3 separate regions of the Mus musculus genome follow, and regions 2 and 3 are each linked to region 1. The links are chromatin contacts, called in public Hi-C maps. All regions are on one chromosome and are shown on one strand. Each heading gives the region's core, a stretch centred on a gene start, on an enhancer-like site or on the middle of the called end of the contact. The rest is flanking DNA. Distances are from core to core; before and after follow the strand shown.

Region 1 (4,123 bases), core at 1,125-3,624:
CTATTTTCTTTTTCTTTTTCCTGGAAGGTGTTTATTTCATCCTTTCTTGTGCTTCCAAGGCTGTCTGATCACAACGCTGAGGAAATGAAGCCCTCCAAGGGCTGGTTTTCACTGTTCTTTGCTGTGGAGGATGAAAGCCAGCAGCTAAAATTCTAGCGGCCAATGACCATCTTTGGAGAAATAGGGAGCCAGATCTTTGCTTGGGTTTCTTGGTCACTACTACTCTCCCACTCCACTTTCTTCCCTGCTAGTCCATCTCCCTTATTCCTTTTGTCTCACATACTACAAATTTTGGGCTCATTCAGTCAAGGCATTTGCTATAGGCTTCCCAGAATGTATTTTAAATTAAAAAAAAAAAGATGGGATTTTTAATATTCTGTCAGGGAGTCCAAGATCAGCCAACAGTACTTTCAACACGAATTTTTATGGTTTAAAAAACCAAAGCGCCACTTTTTTTTCTAAGCCTTTCTCAAATCCCACTTAGATGCCAGGCCTCTGCCAAAAGCCTTAGGAAAGGATTGGCTTTAGAGAACCTGAGGAACTCAACCAAGAAAGCATTTGCTTGAAAAATTGGCCTGAGCACTAGGAAGCTTGCTAACATAAAATGAATGGACTCTGAAAGAACTGTCTTACTCCTGCTAAGGACAAAAAGTAAACTGAAAAGCGCCCCCCTCCCCGCCCGTTTTCTTAGTCAATCAGCTATGCAGGAAGGAAGGGAGTCTGACGGGAGAAAGGAACATCTGGGCATCCCTCAGAGACTTAAAAGATGTCTGGGCACCCGGGGGAATCCTGGTTGCTGAGACGACGCCTTCCCAGTGCTACCACTGCGGCACACTGCGGAGCTCTTTGCCTGCCTGCAGCCTCTGTATTGCCCGGCATCCCCTGCCACCCCTGCCGCAGTCTATCCTCCCACCCGAGTCCCTCCAGTCGCTGCCGTCTGCACAGGGCGCGCCACAGGGCATCCATCACTCCGGAGCCTTTGACGCACACACGCGCGCGCTCCCAGACAGGCTGGGTCTCCTAGCCCTCCCTCCACCGCGCCCTCCCCTTGCGGGGCTGTATTTGCATCACGCCCACACGTAGAGGGTGACGCGAGCGCCCCCCCCCCCCCGCTCCCATGGTCCAGGCGGTACTTCCAGAGCTGGTGACTCAGCTCCTCCCTCTCCGCCCCCGCGCGTGGCGGACTGAGGTTCCCGCACGCCCACAGAGATGCTCCTTGTATCTGAGGTGGGGTGCTGGCTTCCCCAGCCAAGTTCATCCCGGCATTCTAAAATCTTTCTTTCCTTCCTGGCCAGAGGCGTTCCAGTTCGCGGGAGAAAGTATTCTCGATTCTAGAGCCCAGTTGGAGAGGAAAAGTCCACCAAGAGAAGATGGTGACCTGTCGCCCATTTCCTCTTGTCCTTAAATTAGATACCTCGGTAGTAATTGTTGCTGCCATCATCATCATCATCATCATCATCATCATCATCATCATCATCATCATCATTGGGGACAGTCCCTCTCCTAAGAAATCCTCACTCTTAGATGCGCTTCGCTGCGCCCCTAGGCGCATAGTGGACGCTCGATAGGGTTTTGCTCAATAGAGGTGCAGTGTTGGAGAAGTGTTGATTCTTACAAAGGGCCACAGCAGGCTTTCCTGCTTTCAGCTTGTGTGTGTGTGTGTGTGTGTGTGTGTGTGTGTGTGTGTGTGTGTGTGTAAGAGTTTGAAAATTGACGGGTTTTCTGCTAGCCTCCCGCAGAGCCGACTGCGGCTCCCCGTGCTTTCCAACCACTTCTGCACATCTGCAGAGGGTTCCCCGCAGAAAAAGTTGAGCCAGAGGCTGCGGGGATGGCTCGCTGATAGTGGGCGCTCCCGGCTGCCTGTTTTGAATAGTCTCTCCAGCCCTCCCTGAAACTCCCCCACCCCTGCGCCCCCAAAGAAGTCGGGAGATGCCTGCAGCTGCCCACCCACCTGCCCTTGAATCCCGAACATAGCGCACCTTTAACCTGCCTCTGCCTAGTAAACCCGGGGCCACTCGACTGCCTCAGTGAGATTTCCTGCTTGCCATCCCAACACAGGTACCCAGCGGGCAGCCTGCCTCACCTGCAGCCGCTTTTCCCGGGCCAGAGCTGGCAAAGTTGCGCTAGTTGCGCTTCTGGAAGGCTGCAAAAAGTTCTCTGGTTACAACGCTGGGTCTCCCGGCACAGAAGAAAAACCTAGCACGGAACGAGCCCTTGCCACGGTTGCGGGGGACTCCTTACTCACCGTTTCAGGCGCCGGGGACCCCCTGCCCTGAGCCACCGCTCTGCACTGCAGCCGTCGCCTTGCGAGCACCCCTCCGCTTGCAGCCCGGGGCCGCCTCGGTCTGCCACTCTCTCCTGCAGCGCGCGCAGTGGTGACTCCTTTGAGCTAGTCGGCAGCGAGAGGAGGGGCGGGAAAGTGGCTCCCGGCGGCCACGCTGCGGTCCTCCTCCTTCGCCTCCTCCCTTCGGTGCTGCAGTGGCGGGCGGCGGCGTGGCTAGAGTACAAGCGATGCGCAGGGAGGGGGTTACGGCGCGCGGGGGAGGAGGGCGCTGTGCAAGGCTGGGCGAGCTCCCGGTATGATGCGGAGGTGTTGCTGCGGTTCGGGTCGGGGGTGGGGAGGGGTGCGGTGGGGGTTGGCTCCAAGTGGCAGGTACTTTTGGAGAAGTCAGAGCTCAGTTTGTAGCAGGAGGAGGAGGCGGGGTGGGGGGCGTCGATAAGGCACCCGTGCTGAATTAGTCACCGAGTGTGACTGTGCGCTGCTCGTTTGGCAGCCCCTTGGGTCGGGTCCATCAAAGCACAAGGAAATTGTTGATTGCTGGAGGCCAGTGCCTCGGGAAGGAGGGCTTTTGTTCTGTTTCTGAGCCTGGAACTGGTTAATTTTGACTAGGCTTTCCGTAAGTCAGGAGTAGCTGATCACCCCCGCCTACCCCCCAATCTCCATGCTAGCACACGAGACAAAACTTGGGGTGTAGCGGAAGGAACTCCACGTGCGGGATGTGTGTATGTGTCCCTAAACCAGGGAGGGCCAGGGAGCAGCCGGAACTCCGGGTGGGGGGATTTCTAGCATTTTTAATAGGAGAGAGAGAGAGAGAGAGAGAGAGAGAGAGAGAGAGAGAGAGAGAGAGAGAGGTGAGAATATTGCTCTTGTTCTCAGGAATGCCTTAGAGGGTGAGAAACGGCAACCTTAGCCTCACCTTAGCGCTGGGGCTGGACTATACCAACTGGAACTCATCCTGGAGAGACCACACCCAAGTATCTACTCCGTCTTGGCAGGGCAGAGCGTCATCCTGTTACCCATCCGCTCATCGGAAGGGACAAAGTGGGAAGCCAGACATCCTCATAAAGTAGACCCTACCAGCTCCGAGCTCTCGTGAAACTCGTGTACTTTGGAAGCTCCCCGACCCCCGGCAGGTGCCCGCCGCGCAATCATTACCCTTGTAATGGTAACCCCGAGGAGCGAGACAAAGCGAGGCGCTGGTGGGAGCTGCAGTGGGTAGATCTCTCACACAATCTCTCCCTGGATGAGTTCATGCGAGAGTAAATAGCCTGAAAGATTGAATAGGTGGCTAAATGCTTGGCTGTGCCGATACATAAGTAAACAATGCATGTAAATGTTTGTGTTGCTGGAGAAGAGCAGCCGGGCTCTTCAGAGATCCAGGCGGTCTGGAGGCTCTCGCTAAAGAAGCTGGTGGGGACCACGTGGACCGCCTGGGACAGATAACTCCAGCTTGCTATAATCCGTGTGTGCCACAATTCAAGATGAGATGAAGAGAGGAAAATGGAACCAGCCTCCAACCTCTGGCTGCCCCTCCTTGCTGCTCTGGCATTCCGAGACTCAGGATTCCCAGGCCCTGTTGAGCCTACAGTTTCTGGACCGATCTTTGAAAAATCCATCTGGATTGTGTGTTTTGCTTAAATGCTTTGCGGTTTGTACCACTTACTGTGGTGCTGTGAGATGAATGATTGGAATGGTTAAAAATTAACCCACTCATTTAGACATCCTTCCTGTGCATTCTTACTTAATAAACAATTATTTGGGGTAAAACATCTGTGTTGCTACCAATGTAAGATACCATGTAGGCACAGGTGTGCTCCAGCATCGGTGTGAAATTTTTAAAAA
Region 2 (4,123 bases), core at 618-3,117, 59 kb before region 1:
GGGAGGAAGGCACTGGGTAGCGGCATGGCACGCACTTCTTACCTCTGTGGTCTATCCCCGGGTAGGCATGTGTGTTTACGTGAAGTTGACCCCCACAGCGAGACTTGGTTTTGTTCCAGTGAGCAGCGTGATTCATACAGTTTTCAAACAGCTAGTCTAACACAATTGTACCATTTATTTCTGGTCTAACTATGTTCTCCTGAGAAAACAAAATTACTCAGAGAAAATTCATTACATTTCATGGGGCTGGATAAGCAGGGCAAAATGATCTGAAGGAACCATATTCTAATTGCATCACCATGACACTGGCACCAAGAAGCTATTTCCACAAAATAAAGTCACACTAAGCCCTGCACACTTGGAACCCACACCAGGATTTGTGCCTGTGAATGTGGTTAGAGATGTGAGATTCCCCACACTGTGAAGGAAAAGGCATAAAATATATAGCTACTGTCTATTAGTGCAAAAAAATGTATATCCTTCAGCTGTTGATATTGGCTGTTAGAAAACAAAAAAAAAACAAAGAACTACCTCTCCTGAAATGGTTTGTAGCACCATTTGCCCATGGTCATTACTGTATGCTGGTAAGTAAGGCAAACATTTCCACTCTGTGCTGCTATTTCCCCAAGCTCCCACCCTGGCAACTGTTTAATCCTTACCACAACTGCCAGGGATGTTGGTGGGGAAACCTAAAAGCGAAAGAACAGGGTTCAGTGTGTACCACTCAATGTGAGGGTTACACCTCCAGCCTCAGCAGGCTGATTCCAGATCTGCAATGCCCAAACCACACACTCACAATATCCCCAGGCCTTGCAAATGCCATTATGTCTTAGAAACGCTGGGCTAGATGATGTAGTTTTAAAATTCACATTTTGAATAAGAAAGCATGGTGAGATGGGGTAAGACACACATACCAAATTCTGATACACTGATTCCTAAGCTCTGGCCAGCACTGGATGTGACTCCAATAAAGAGAGACAAGGAGATCAATGAGTTGTATGCTAATACCAGGCTCCTAGAAGACCTGGTATTAGCATACAACTCTCTCTACTCTCCCTTTACCAACACAGGCAGTAGCAAAGTCATCCAGATAAATTTTAATGCCAGATGATCAAATGATAAATTATTATTATTATTTTAGTATCAGTATGTCCCAAATATCACACATGGCATTTTTATGGGAAAAATTGCACTATTATTTCTACACTTTAAATTTAAGTAGATTGTGTGAGAGTTCAAGTTTATCTGAACTCTAACTTCCCCTTATGCTGGAATATCTGGAGAGTTGTATCGAGTGGCAAATAGAGAGGAACATAGCAGGCTGAATTATGTAGTTTAAGGCTATTCCTAAGAGTTCACACTAGCCTGCATACTAACTAGTCATGGATAGGATGTGGAATATCAGAACACAAATGGCAAGCAGGCTGTGGGGACAAGAGAATTCATCACAAGAAGGGAGCCCAGAAGATAAAAGAACAGCTATAGATGGGGACCATGTCCCAGTGAGTAAAGAAGCTAAAACGTTGAAGCCTTCAATCTATGGTGTATCAATTCCAAACTCTTAAATCGTTTTTTTTTTTTCTGACCATAGGAAAAAAATTAAGCTGCTGATGTAAGGCTTTTAACTGAGGCACGGTCATTAGTCTTGTTTGAGTCTAGAGAAACAGAATTACAGTAATGGACCAAAAGGTCAAATCGCCAGCATCCTTAGCCCACTTGGCTACGCGCCTGGCATTGATCTTCATGTCTTGGATGTGTGCCATGGGGTCCTGGCTGGAGAGTTAAGCTCATACGCACTTTGCTGTTTATCAACAGATCTAATTATTCAGCTTCTTACACCACAGCACAGAGCATCAAAGGATGAATCAGGCACAGTTCAGATGGCAGCACGGACAGGAGAGAAAGGGCACGGAGGGAAAGGATAGCACTGAGGCTGTGCTGAGCCATCAGGGCGTGGTCTTAGTTGTGTGTCTGTTTTATAGTGTGTTAACATTTCAGGAAACAAAAGCTCACCATGTTAGTTACCACCGTTGGGAGGCAATTCCCATCTCTCCCACTAAGCTACACCCCACCCTAAGAGGTTTGTAATTTGTTTATGGTTTTCTTCATTTGTTTTTGCTTTTGCTTTTTTGAGACATTTAGAAAGTATGTAAATCACATTGACTTCCATAGTTCTAGCAAAAGAGCTTTGGCTCTAACAGCTTATTTTATCCTCACCCCCTAAAAACCTCCAAAAAGTTCTCATTTAGCAAAAAATTCTACCAGCAAGTGACATTTTATGATTATCTGATTCCACATAAATTAATAATTAACTGCTGAATATTTGAGGTCTTATGTTAGCCCCCTCTGGCTTTTAAGAAACATATTTCATTGAAACCAAATCCTTCCTTCAAATGCTGCCCAGGGAAAGAAACCAAAGTCACCAATCTGGCATATTCATGAGAGGTCAAAATAGTAAAACCAGGGCCCTGAGTTAGTCTGAAATTGCTTAGGGGACGCTGCAAGAGGAGCCATGACTGACTAAGAGCAGAGCCCATCTGGACCCTGAATTCTGGGAAGCTTCTGGCAACAGGCAGAGAAAGAGAGAAAATAGCTCTCATCTGTGCAGGGATGATCATCAGTTCCAGCATCCCTCTGAACACAGAAAATTAATGTAGTCTCTCTCTCTCTCTCTCTCTCTCTCTCTCTCTCTCTCTCTCTCTCTCTGTGCGTGTGTGTGTGTTAGTTCTGTGATGTGTTAAATTATCCCATTTTTAATTGTTTCTATGGAATGGCGCTGGGTCATGAACCCAGGTCCTCAAGCTCACATGGGCTCTTGTACCAATTCATATCCTTACCCTATTCTTTTGCTTGTTTTGTTGTTTATTTGTTTGGCTTGACTTTTTGTTTTTGAGGCAGTCTATGTAGCCCAGGCTACCTTTGAACTCTGATTCTCTTGTTTCAGCTTCCCACAAGCTCACACTAAGCTTAGGAAATATAGTAGACCATGCCTACCTAGAGATGGACCTACCATGGGATGGTGCACATTCCCAGAGATGTACAGTAGGCATCCTAGTAGACCTACTGTGGAATAGAGGGCATCCCCAGGGGTGTGAGCCATTATCATTCTCTTTTCTATACACTTTGCATCGATTGCACATTACCAGATGTTTTAAGAATGTGGCCTGAAGCTCTGGCTACTTTCTGTCCCATCAGATCAGTGGATGGACCAGTGTTTTGCAGGCAACTTTGGTCAAGCTCTTTTCTGGTGTCAGAAACATTTCTCCTCAGGAGAATGCAAAGAACTAGAGGACTATATTGGTGATAGATTGTTTAATCTTATTTTCTTGTTTGGCAATAATGAATCCAAATAAGATTTTGCTAGTATAGGCATACAGGCTGTACTTCATGAGCTAATAATTTTAAAATTCAATTAAGATTGAGGTGACAGCTAGGAGGCTAAACAGAGCCAGAGGGCATATTCACAGCCCAGATAAAAGCCCATCAAAGACACTGAAGTAGACACGGAGGACAAAGAGACCATTCCCCAGGAGACACAGCTATGGATCCCCAAATACAGCAAACACGATAAGGGTATACAACACAGCAATCAAATTTCAGAGCACACCCAGGGTGCCAAATAATCAAAAATTTGGAATAAACTTGAAAGAGAACAATCACACTCAAGTCTAAGCAGCAACAGTGGGATTTTACATATTTTACCAACAATGGCACAATGTAAGGCATTGTTAACAGCTATATAAAATTTTTTCTCATTTAAGACACCAGTCAGATCTAGTGCTCTTACTCCTGACATACAGATATCAAAACTGAGGAATGGAATTGTTTAACTTGCCAATCATCCTACATCAGTAAAAGATTTTTTCCATGTCCATCTGACTTTTTAAGCCTCTCATCTGATTCACTTCTCACACTACACCGCTACCATAGTAGTTTCCCCAAACCCCGATTTAACAGTCTGTTCTTTCTCAGTTCAGGATAAAAGCAATTCCTTTTCTTGATGTAAAGGTCTTTCCCAGTACGGGTCTACAGCTTGACCTCTGTCAGCTCTTCAACAACTCCTAGTGAACTCCTCACAGGGCCCGTGCTTGTCGACAGCAACATTATCTTCCTAGAGCATCAC
Region 3 (4,123 bases), core at 537-3,036, 33 kb before region 1:
TAGAGGCAAACTAGAGGAAGGAGGATAAAAAGTCAAAGCAATCAAAAAATAAAAATCCGGCTGTGCCCAGTAGCTGCTCCATAAACACCCGGATAAGACTGGAGTCCTTTATTCCCTATTTTTTAAAATGGTTTTAGAGCTTTATTGTAGAAAGGCAGAGAGAAAGAAAGAAGGTAGAAAGAGAGAGGCTGGCCATGGCCATGTGGAGAGAGGGGGAAGGGAGAGAGAGAAGGAGGGCTAGAGGGTAAGAAACGTGAGGGCTTAAAGAGTTTATTCCCTATTTTTAAGGGAATAAAGAGAAGTAGAAGGAAAACAAATTAATTCCACGGTTACAGGATACTTCATGGCACTGAGAACCCTGAGATTGTGTTACTTACCGGAAATCCTGTTTCTAGTTGTGGTGTAGCTCAGCCCTAGTACACACCTTTAATTCAAGAGTTTCCAGTTTATTGTCAACAGGATTAAATAAAGTCAACCACAGGTCAAGAGGTGGAGCAAGCAACCAGTTGACAGGAAGTGAACATGGGGAAAAAAAACCCACAGAGAGTAAGAGGGAGTCAGGAGGATGAATAGAGAGACACACGGGAAGTGGAAGGGAGGGGCATTCAATTTTAGGGGTTTTGGAGATAGTGTGGAGAAGGCAAACATCCTTTTGGGGTGTCGGCTGAGGAGGAAGGTCAGCTGGATGATTTCTCTGCCTCTCTGAGCTAGCAGGCGTTCACCACAGTTTCTGGCTCCTTAGTCTTTACTGGTAAAATGGAATGTTTGGGGTTTTGTTTTTAAAAAAAACAACACATCATCTATAAATTAGATATGTCTACCTTGTATGTTTAAAGGTTGCTATAGAGCCAGCTAAATACTCATTGACTTAAAGATGAAAAACTAAAAGCAGTAATACGTCCTGTCTATTTCCTCAGTACAATAGGTGCTCCCCATTCCTTATAAGAACTCAGCATCCCTTGAGAAACAGGCACCTCAAACATCTTGAAATGAGCTACGTTGTAGACATAAATGGTGGTCTTGTTTAGGAGTCAGATACACACGTGGGCCCCAGCACTGCTTTTGTCCGTATTAGCCTGACAGCACTAACTCGAAATGGGCAAGAAGAGTGATTTAAGACTAAAACAGAAAGGCCACACTTGGCCAACAGGATCTTCTAGCTGGTGAATGCCAGTTGACTCGGTATTAAAGAATGGAAGAGTGTAGCTTGTAGTCAGAACTTATCACTTAGCAGTGATGCTGAAGTTTTCTTTCCAGAATGGAAAGACCGATAACTGGCTAGGTTGGCTGTGCCCTGCCCCACCCTAAGAGCATAGCTGGATGTCAAGGGGCTGAGACTCACTCTCTCCATCATTTACCACTGCCGTGTCTGCCAAGGTTTAGCCCACAAAGGAAAACCCTAATAGGCATGTGTGTTTCTAGTTTGTCTGTCCATCCTGCTGCAGGAACCAGGGTCATGTGGTTGGCAACTTTGTAGAGATTTGGTGCAATGTGAAAGCATAGCCAGAGAATCACCTCTGCCTCCTTTGCATCACCCTGATTGACGGCAAGAACCTCCCCAGACCCCAGTTAAGCCCCAGGAATTTCAACAGGTGAGCTGGTGTGCTTTTTTCCCCCTCAGTATCTCATGGTTTCCTTTTGCTTTGTCTAACTTTTACTTGGTAAATGTTTCATTTTGCCAGGTTCCTGAAAGTGGCCACAAATGCAGCTGCCTGTGTTTACTTGGGCCACACCTGAGCACAGAGACAAAATCCCCAGAGCACTGTCCCTGTGGAATACCCAATGCCATGTTTCCCTAGCTTGTGGTCTCCAGAAAGGAGGGGCCAGAGCCTCCCCAAACATCGCCATAGATACTCTATGGCTCTAGGGAGAAGCAGCTTTGGGACCAAGAAGGTTATTGATGCACAAGTTCCCCACAGAGCTTGGAAAAAGCAAGAATTCTGCACCAGCACAAGACTCTATGCTCTGTGTGTTCAGGGTTTAGTGGGTGCACAGCAGTCCTGTGGGCTGAGAAACGGGCCTGGAGAGGCAGGTCTTCACTTCAAGGATCTCTCTCTCTCTTTCCTTCTCTCTATCTCTCTCTGTCTCTCTCTCTCTCTCTCTCTCTCTCTCTCTCTCTCTCTCTCTCTCTCTCTCTCTCTCTCTCTCCTGCATGTATGTGCATATGTGCTTGAATGTGTGTGTGTGTGTGTGTGTGTGTAATAGGAAGAACAATGTAAGATGTTAAAGGAATACTGTAAAAAAAAACACTCTCATTTCTATTTTCTAGTAAAATCTTTACTCTCTCGGGAGACAAGAGCTGCTGAGCTAACTCATTCACAAGATGTAAAGAAAAGACAGAGTGCTTCTCCCTCCTCTGAGATATTTCTTTCTCAATTACAAAATTGAACAAGTAGTGTAAGTTGCAAATGCTTAAGCTCAGAGGTTGGCTCTGAAGGTTGGATTTTGGAGGACAGGACGTACTTCTGCACTGAGGGCCCTCTACCTGGGCTACTGAATATCACATCAGTATATGAGAACTGACTTGCTCCCAGAGTCACAAGGAAAGTCAGAAGCCATCCAAACACATGGATGGATTCCAAGTTCGATAAGGGAAGGGGCAATGTTTTGGTTCGTCTTGGATTCTTTTTTGTTTTTGTTTTTCGAGACAGGGTTTCTCTGTATAGTCCTGGCTGTCCTGGAACTCACTTTGTAGACCAGGCTGACCTCGAACTCAGAAATCCGCCTGCCTCTGCCTCCCGAGTGCTGGGATTAAAGGCGTGCGCCACCATGCCCGGCTCTGATCTTGGATTCTTAATGCCTGAGACGATCTCAAAGCTCACTGCATGCAGCAAATTGGTCTGCTATGCAGTGGGTGCAAACCACCCACAACTGTAAGCACACAGAAGTGAAATAAAGGTCTCTGGGTGCTTTTCATCCAGGGATGTTACTTCCTGTGGGAACACACTACAGTCAATCGCCTTGCAGTACCCCAGGAGCTAAACGCTGATACTATGGAGTGGATAGGGCCTAAATTGAGATAATTAGCCCAAGGGTAGACAAATAGAGGTGCTCACTGGCTAATGAAAACATGTAACAAGAATTCAATATAGATTTGAAGTAAACCACAAAGCCTACAACCCAAACCTAGTCTGAGTCTTTCACACACACCCATGCTGGATACTGGGACTATCCTGTTTCTAGAGCCAAGTATCATTCACCTTTGACCACATGCCCCAAAACTAAGATGGTTTTTGTTAGCTTTGGGGTCTCCAAATCCACTGCAAATTGGACCCCAGAAAAGCTCATTCCTGACCAACAGAAAGACATGATTGGCAACTGATCATATACAGGAATACTTCCGAAGATTCATCACAAACAAAAAAACCTTAGAAGTGTTTCTTAAACAAAAAGGAAGAAGTTGCAGCTAAGACATCCAGAAAATGTCTGGCACCTTCTCCCGATCTCTGAGCAAGTCACTTGCCTTAAATAACATCACGTGTCAGCTGAACACTCTGAGGGCATCCTCTTTGTGGACGAGGTCCTATCTTTGGCCCTTTGGTGTCTCCTCTCCACACATAAGTCACAGAAATCCTTCCAATCACAGGACAGAAGACATTCCTCCCCTCTGTAGGCTCCTGAGGGGTTTCCTTCCCGTGCTCCTGGCCCCACGTGACCTGATACAGCTTCCCAGTTTCACTGTCCACCATTGGCTTCTCTCTATGTAGCCATACTGACCTTTGACATGCCAACCCCCCTTATGCCTCAGAGTCTTTGTGCTTGCTATTCCATCTTTTTGGGATGTTCTTCACCCGGGTTCACTGCTGGAGACCCCTTCCCAACTTTTTTTCTGGGAGGCAGACCCAGGAAAGATCGTCTTCAGCTACATATAAAGTTCACTTTCCAAGAATAAATAAATAAATAAATAAATAAATAAATAAATAAATAAATACAAGCTAAAAGTGGCACCACATAGAGCCACAGGCCATAGCACCCCTACATCACCAAGGGTACTGAGCAGTACCCTTGATCAGTACCTACTCTGACAACACAGTACACAGAATTAACTGTTCATTGTCTGACTTACCCCACACGATAACCCTCACGACAAGCAAGACTCTCTCTCTGGGTCATTTGCATCTAA

What was found. A called contact is a pair of places that touch in the nucleus more often than the background predicts.
Region 2: a contact with region 1 is called in a Hi-C map of the N1E-115 cell line, with 2.6 times the contacts expected there. The contact joins the enhancer-like site here to the promoter of Sv2c in region 1. A contact is called at or near these places in 2 of 39 promoter capture datasets (hippocampal neurons and macrophages), 2 of 484 Hi-C or Micro-C datasets (the N1E-115 cell line and cardiomyocytes), 1 of 115 datasets of contacts at active chromatin or transcription factors (embryonic hindbrain) and 3 of 9 other capture datasets (adipose tissue, liver and pancreatic islet).
Region 3: a Hi-C map of olfactory sensory neurons shows a contact between it and region 1, with 1.9 times the contacts expected there. The contact joins the enhancer-like site here to the promoter of Sv2c in region 1. A contact is called at or near these places in 1 of 39 promoter capture datasets (macrophages), 1 of 484 Hi-C or Micro-C datasets (olfactory sensory neurons), 1 of 115 datasets of contacts at active chromatin or transcription factors (embryonic hindbrain) and 3 of 9 other capture datasets (adipose tissue, liver and pancreatic islet).

What each region holds. Positions count from the first base shown.
Region 1 is chr13:96,130,203-96,134,325 of GRCm38.p6, forward strand. It overlaps Sv2c (synaptic vesicle glycoprotein 2c), which reads right to left and starts at 2,375. Exons shown (of 13, transcript NM_029210.1): 1 at 2,246-2,375. Gm29543 (predicted gene 29543) reads left to right here and starts at 2,523. Exons shown (of 2, transcript NR_167969.1): 1 at 2,523-2,577; 2 at 3,158-4,048.
Region 2 is chr13:96,071,939-96,076,061 of GRCm38.p6, forward strand. The region is part of intron 2 of Sv2c (synaptic vesicle glycoprotein 2c); the gene reads right to left. Among named protein-coding and RNA genes, the nearest start is that of Sv2c, 59 kb to the right of the region's middle. Within about 2 kb of position 1,868, at least 12 of the 459 cell types and tissues checked have an H3K27ac peak or open chromatin away from gene starts, as enhancers often do. A contact at or near this core is called in the N1E-115 cell line, where this site is marked.
Region 3 is chr13:96,097,690-96,101,812 of GRCm38.p6, forward strand. All of the region lies in intron 1 of Sv2c (synaptic vesicle glycoprotein 2c), which reads right to left. Among named protein-coding and RNA genes, the nearest start is that of Sv2c, 33 kb to the right of the region's middle. Within about 2 kb of position 1,787, at least 3 of the 459 cell types and tissues checked have an H3K27ac peak or open chromatin away from gene starts, as enhancers often do. A contact at or near this core is called in olfactory sensory neurons, where this site is marked.